Linked DNA regions of Mus musculus: region 1 is linked to region 2. Evidence: chromatin contacts called from public promoter capture Hi-C data. All regions are on one chromosome and are shown on one strand. The core of a region is the stretch at or near the end of the contact, and the rest is flanking DNA. Distances in the headings are between cores, read along the strand shown.

The links. Promoter capture Hi-C pulls out the DNA fragments that hold promoters and counts their contacts.
Region 1: a promoter capture Hi-C map of the C10 cell line shows a contact between it and region 2. The contact joins the promoter of Heatr5b here to the enhancer-like site in region 2. A contact is called at or near these places in 4 of 39 promoter capture datasets (the C10 cell line, cranial neural crest, frontonasal cranial neural crest and 1 more), 4 of 484 Hi-C or Micro-C datasets (LSK cells, cerebral cortex, cortical neurons and 1 more) and 2 of 9 other capture datasets (adipose tissue and liver).

The regions. Positions count from the first base shown.
Region 1 is chr17:78,833,709-78,837,383 of GRCm38.p6, reverse strand. It overlaps Heatr5b (HEAT repeat containing 5B), which reads left to right and starts at 2,003. Exons shown (of 36, transcript NM_001081179.1): 1 at 2,003-2,078; 2 at 3,141-3,288. The coding sequence starts at 3,163. It overlaps Gpatch11 (G patch domain containing 11), which reads right to left and starts at 1,868. Exons shown (of 10, transcript NM_181649.6): 1 at 1,706-1,868; 2 at 464-590.
Region 2 is chr17:74,659,130-74,662,457 of GRCm38.p6, reverse strand. Birc6 (baculoviral IAP repeat-containing 6) reads right to left here. Exons shown (of 73, transcript NM_007566.3): 60 at 3,103-3,299; 61 at 1,776-2,076. Among named protein-coding and RNA genes, the nearest start is that of Ttc27, 57 kb to the left of the region's middle. Within about 2 kb of position 1,292, at least 2 of the 459 cell types and tissues checked have an H3K27ac peak or open chromatin away from gene starts, as enhancers often do.

The DNA of each region.
Region 1 (3,675 bases), core at 754-3,253, 4.2 Mb before region 2:
AACCCTCATATAATCGTGTAGTATTCTCCAAGATGACCTGCTCCTAGTCAATTTTGTTGAGCAGTTTGTGTAATAGTTTTTAATAGGATATATTAGAGTGACTTTGTTTTTGGCTTTTCTGGAGGCAGGGTTTCTCTATGTAGTCTCAGCTATCCTGGAGCTCACTTTGTAGATCAGGCTGACCTTGAACTCATAGAGATCCACCTGCCTCTGCCTCTTGAGTGCCACCTGCGCCTGGCTTAGGGTGACTTTTTGGTCACACTATACAGTGCACTCTACAGTTGGTAGTATGAATGAATTGAGTGAAGTCAGTGGTCATATATGAGAACACTCAAGAAGCTCTGTAGAGATGGCCACGTGGGAGGATCCGAGGCACAAATGAGTGAGCCAACTAAGTGCGCCTCTTAGAAGATTAGTCAAGCCCGAGATGAATCAGACTGACCTGCAGTCTCCTAGTACTCACCTAGCTTAGGAGCAGCCCAGTAGATAAGAAGTATTAGTTCCACTTTCCAGCAGGGAAAACTGAGGCTCAATGTGGCTAAATAATTGGTTCACAACCACAAAGAATACAAGTCTTGGTGATCTTGTTCCTGAAACGGAACGAGGTTGTAATTGCTGAGATGGGTGTTGAATCCAGGGCCTCATACAAGCAAGGAATGTGCTTTATAACTGAGCTAAATCTCTAATTCAAACTAGATTATTTTTAAGGGAAGCATTTAACTCCACAGACATGGTGGCCCTCTGGTGTGATTTCAGCACCCAGCAGTTCGAGGACAGTATGATCTACCTGTGTAAAAATACACACACACACACTTACAAAAGTACAAGGGATTACATGTTACTTTTAAAGCTCTGCCTTTTATAGTTATTCCATCTTTTACATATAATTTTCACATAAAATCACACTGAAACTTCACAGCTGGGGGCACTGTAGATTCATTAAATGATACGGTTTGAGGAAGTTAATTACCAATAGTGAGGACATTATGTTAGGAAGTGGAATAAGGGGGCTGGAGAGATGGCTCAGAGGTTAAAAGAACTGTCTGCTCTTCTAGAGGTCCTGAGTTCAATTACATGGTGGCTTTATAACTATTTATAATGAAATCTGGTGCCCTCTTTGGGCCTGTAGGCATACATGCAGGCAGAACGCTATATAATAAATAAATCTTAAAAAAAAAAAAAAGGAAGGAAGAAGGAAAGAAAGAAAAAGAGAGAGAGAGAAAAGAATAAGGAATTGGGTCTTAAAATGTGAAGGTTCCCCTCCTATGAGGACAACATACACTAGCATTATCCACTTCCTTCAAATATAAGAATAAACTCCACAAGTCGATAGATAACCCAGGTAGGGATGCTGGTGGCCTGACCCCTCACTTAAGAGTCACAACAGCGAAGTGGTCAGGATTCTGGGTCTGAGGGGGTAAATCACGCAGCATCTGTTGATGGTTGGAGGTGGTGTGTGTCAAAGAGCCAGAGCAAGTTTAGGTGAAGCGCTTTGCCTGTTCCGAAATAATGGAGCAACCACTTTCTCAACAGGACGATTATAGGTGCTGCTAGCGTATTTCAGTATTGAGCACCGAGTTTGAAGCAGAGCTACAGAACACACAGAGCTGGGCTAACTCTCCTGTGGGTGCCTCGGGCATCGCAGGCTCTTTCTTCCCTCCCGCTCTCCTCCCTCCTGCACCCTCCCACCAAAACGACCACTTACGGATGGGGCGTAGCTGACGCTGTGATAGGCAGTCACAGCCAACTTGCACCGACCTCTGTCATTCTCCTGAGCGCCCGCACACCCTGAAGCCGGAGCTTTACTGCCCGGAACCAGCTCCGCGGAGGTCGCGCTGCGCATGCGCCGTGCAATTGGCGCAGGACCCACAAACATCCCACTCGTCCCCGACAGCCGATTCGCTTCGAAACTTGGGGTGGGCGGGGCTAAGAGGACGTGGGGGCGGGCCGGTCCGCAGGACCTGTGTCTCGCGCATGCGTCGTCTCCCGGCTTCCTGAGGGCCGGAGTTTGGGAGGCGGGGCATCCGGGTCCCTCGGCAGAGCGGAGCTTGGCTGCTCGGCTCGGACTAGACCAGGAGGTGAGGCGGTCTCGCGCGCTGTCAGAGCCTGCAGGCTGTGACATCCCTGGGTCCCAGGACATTTTCCGAGGGCTGAGGAGGGAATTCGAGTTTTGAGGCCGGGGATCCTCAGCCTCGGGGTTGACAGCTCGAGGACTCCTACGACGGGAGGCTGACATCCCAGGGCGGCCCGGGGACCCCGGTTTGCGTTTCCAGCAGACTCTCAGTTGTCGGGGTCTTCGGAGCGGCCCGGTGCATCCAGACCCGGAGCACTGCATTCCCGGGGCGAGGGGTTGTCCCGGGCGCCCCTGCCGCAGTGTCCCCGTGGGGCCCGCCTCCGCCGATCAGAACCCTACGGTCACTCTTCTGGGTCCCGGTGGCGAGGGACGGGTGGCGGAGAAAGCTCCCCAGACGCCTGAGCTCGGTGCTTCGGGGTTCTCAGGGTAGAATGAGTTAATAGCCTGTGTTCTAACAGGGAAACAACCGCCCCGGAATAGTGCCTTTTTTGCAGTATTTACATTTTCCTTTCATTCCATTCTTATCGCCAGTTTTTTCTTTCTTTCTTTCTTTCTTTCTTTCTTTCTTTCTTTCTTTCTTTCTTTCTTTCTTTCTTTCTTTCTTTCTTTCTTTCTTTCTTTCTTTCTTTCTTTCTTTCTTTTAAATCATTGTCCTTTCAAAGTTAGTTCTCTAATGAGAAATGAAACCACGCTTTCTTTCCCTAGCTTAGTGGTTGCATTTATGAAACTTGACATTTAATATTTAAGAAATCCTTACATGTAAGGGCTGGAGAAAGGAATCCGTGATTAAGAATACTTGTTGCTTTTGACAAGGACCTGGGTTTGATTTCCAGCGCCCACAAGATGACTCACAACCATCTGTAACTCCAGTTCTAGGGGGAGCCAACACCCTGTATATATATATATGTGTGTGTGTGTGTGTGTGTGTGTGTGTGTGTGTGTGTGTGTATGTATGTATGTATGTATGTGTATACATACATTTGGGCAAAACACTCCTACACATAAATTAAAAATTCCTTAGAATATATTTTACTCTTTTTTTAAAAAACGAATCTGTTCATTTAAGGTGTGAATTAAGAACATCAATAATGGAGCTAGCTCACAGTTTATTGCTAAATGAGGAAGCTTTGGCTCAGATCACGGAGGCAAAGAGACCCGTGTTCATCTTTGAATGGTTGAGATTTCTTGATAAAGTCCTAGTTGCTGCCAACAAGGTAAGCATTGCCCACCTCACCATAGGTTGATATAAAGAAAATTGAAGGCATTGTGTTTTGAAAATGTTATGAGTCTTTCATCTAAGGAATTGGAGGATGTTATACTATGGGAATTTCTACCTTATCCTTCTCTTAGTCAGCAATAAAACCCAAACCTTGTCTACGTCCTGCTTGTTGCATGCTTCATATCTGTCTAGGCAGCGCAGTGTGACTGGATTAAAACATCACTTATAATCATCAGTGCCTGAAAGGTCTCTGTGATAAGAGATTTTTTTTCTTTGCCTTTTACTTCCTACACAGCCTCTTTAATCCAAGCTTGTTTTGTACATGTTTTCTTTATTTTGTTAGTAGTAGATGCTTTCCTCAAGTGAGAAGATGTAAGAGTGA
Region 2 (3,328 bases), core at 43-2,542:
AAAGTATCAAGAAAGTCTCTAGAACACAACACACACACACTCTGAAATTTTACAGATATGTAACAGCCATCAATGACAACAAAGATAATATGAACTAAATGTGAAATGAAATGTAATTTTTTTTTTATTTTAAAAGACAAGGTTCTCCATGTAGCCTAGGATGGCCTCCAATTTATAAAAGGCTGCTTGTCTCTGACTGCACCTCCTCACTACTGGGATAAAAAGTGTGCCAAGGAAGAAGAAATTTCCTACAACCATCAATCAGAAAGTGACTGGTGTCCTTTCAAATGGTTTTCCTATGAACAATAACAAGTAAAACTATTTTCTTTTGTACAATAGTTTTGTGTTGCTTTAATAAGAAAGTGATAAACACAAGCAATAAAGCACCATATGAGCAGAATGAGTGCTGAAAAAATGAAATTATGCATCACAGAAGCCATTCCTTGGACTTCTGTGTGCAATCTAAGTCCACTCTTTCCCCTTTGCTGCTTATGATCGATCGGCAGTAAAATGTTATTGAGTGAACAATTAAGAGGGATCCAAATGAAAGTGAATTTTCCTAACTACCTCAACTGCGATCAGTCAATCTCTTATTGCATTAAATAACAGCATGAAATAAGAACAATCATTATATTTATTATATATATTTATTAAATATAATAAACTTTATATGTATTACATATACTATATATAATACAGTATAATATAATAATCTTAGCTCTCTTCTCTTTGTTCAAAATAATGCTACAGATTTATGCTTTTTGCTTTTCTCCATTTCCTTGTTTTGTTTCTATAGTACAGGAGATTGGACTTTGGCCTTGTTGCAAACACTAATCCAAGTTTAGTGTTTCAAACACTTCAACAGATTTTCTTTCTTTTTTTTTTTTTTTTTAAATGTACTTATTTATTGTATATGAGTACACTGTAGCTGACTTCAGACACACCAGAAGAGAGCATCAGATCCCATTACAGATGGTTGTGAGTCACCATGTGGGTACTGGGAATTGAACTCAGGACCTCTGGAAAAACAGTCAGTGCTCTAGATTTTCTTTTGGGGGTGGATTTTTTTTTTTTAATGCCCCCATTCCTCATAATAGTTTAATCAATATTAGGTATTCATAATCCTATAACAACTTCTCTTTCATTGCTTCTCCATGCAGACCCTCATGTATCCAGGCTGTCACTAAACTCAGTACATCGTCAACGGCAGTTTGGAAACCTGATCCTTGTGCTACTGAGCTCTTGAGGGCTGGGATTGCGAACACGTGCCCACCACAACAGTTTAGAAGTGCCTTTCATACAGATTTGAATGTGCTAGCTCCTCCCCGCCCAAATACTCAAACAAAGCTTACAACTCTTCTGTTCAAAATACTCTCCCTAAATTAAATTTTGCTTATCCTTCAGAGCACCACCCAAAACTGCTACCCAGCTTCACACTTACACATCTGTAAGAAACTGCCTCACACATCTGAGGCTCCCAGAATACTCAGCGCCAGTCCTCCTCTAAGCTGTCAGAGTCAGTATGTTCTCATACCTACTACACAGCCACTAGTCCTACTTCCTGGTCACACGATTCCAATGTCACTTACTATAAACTTAATATGAAATTTCTTAGGATTACCATATTTAATACCGAAAAACTCAATAAAAATTACAAACCATGTAAATAGCTTTACTATAAAACAAACAGTTAAGAAGAGAAAATAATCTAGACAAATGTATCCACCCTGTTTGTGTAGTGTTGATAAATGTAAGCAGTAACTGGAAACACTTACTGCCTTCTCCATCATCTGTAACTCCCAACACCAATCGAAGAAGGCACTGGGCATGCTTCCTCTCTTTCAGGAGCACTTCAGCATAGCCCGGAAGACGAAGAAATAATCCAAAAGCAGCCAGAGAATGGGCAGGTATGGGAGACGTGGCTTGCACCGCTGACTTAACAGGTGGAGGCTCAGCTGCAATGGTTTCTGGAGCTTCATAAACCAGTTCACCTGATTGTTCTATGGTCACCCATTCAAACTGATCACTATCCTTTGGCTTTTCCTGAGTGGTGGAAGCGATCACTGGAGCACTCACCTAAAGAAAAAGAGACAGTTCAGTACTGGGCTTCGGATGAACTCTTCGTGTTTTAAAAACATGGTAACAAATACCAAGAAGAGTATGGCATCACAAGTATGCCAGTATCTACCAAGTGCATCCATGTCAGAACAGCATCTTCCTATTCATAGTCAGTGAATAACTACAGACGAACTTTAAAACAGACAAACAACCTGTAGTTCACTAACCTAATTCACTCATTTTTCTTTTATGAACTGTAATATAAATATAGCCAGGATTATCTGATCTGTAACTTCCAAAAATTATAAGAAACCATAGGTTGAGAACCACTGGTGTAGATTGTAATCCAAATCATGCAAAAGAAACATATAGTGGGTTTTCTTTCTTCTTTTTCCTTTTTGTTTTGTTTTGTTTTGTTTTGTTTTGTTTTTTGTTTTTGAGAAAAGGTATTGCTATCTGTAGCCCAAAAAAAATGAACTCAAGCTGGCATTCTGTCCATAGCTCTTCAAGTGCTAAAATTACAGGTATATGCCAGGATACCCAACAGATTTTTCCATTTGTCCGTAAAACATTCCAGAGACAACTGGAAAAACTTTGCATTAACATGAAAGAACATGAAAAGTACACAAACATCAAATGACAGGAAGAAGATAAAACTGATGTGAGCTAAAATAATGATTTAAAACTATCTACATTGGAAATGGTATCAAAAAGAGCAGAAGTTAAATAAGGCATAAATATGAGTGATTCACTATTATTTTACTCTCTCATTTACAGTAATAACCACAATCAAAACCACATCCAAGCTACATACAGAAAAGAGAATGTTAGTGTGATGATCATAACAACATCATGGGAAAGTCATAAGAAACGAGCTTCCATATTCCCAGCTGATGCTCATATATTCTATAGAAGCCAATCTGTGACTTATCCATTGATCAAAAATTATAAGGCCAAGAATATTCCTAAAAGGTTATTGCAAGTAACTTAAAGAACAGAAAACATCACTATACCATGTGCACCGTGGTAGAAGGCTTAGCTTACCTGCTGAATCACTTCTGGATAGAGCATGGGCAGTCTCTCTGCAATAAGAGCCAGTCCACCCATTCCTGCAAAAACTTGTAATGGTGACTGAATAGGACAGGTTTCCAGCAAAGATTCATCCAATACTCCATCCATGCACTCATCACTCGGGGTAAGAGCCTCATCCTCTGGACAGCTGCCAACTAAGTCTCCATGATCTATACAATACACAAAAACTCAGTATGTA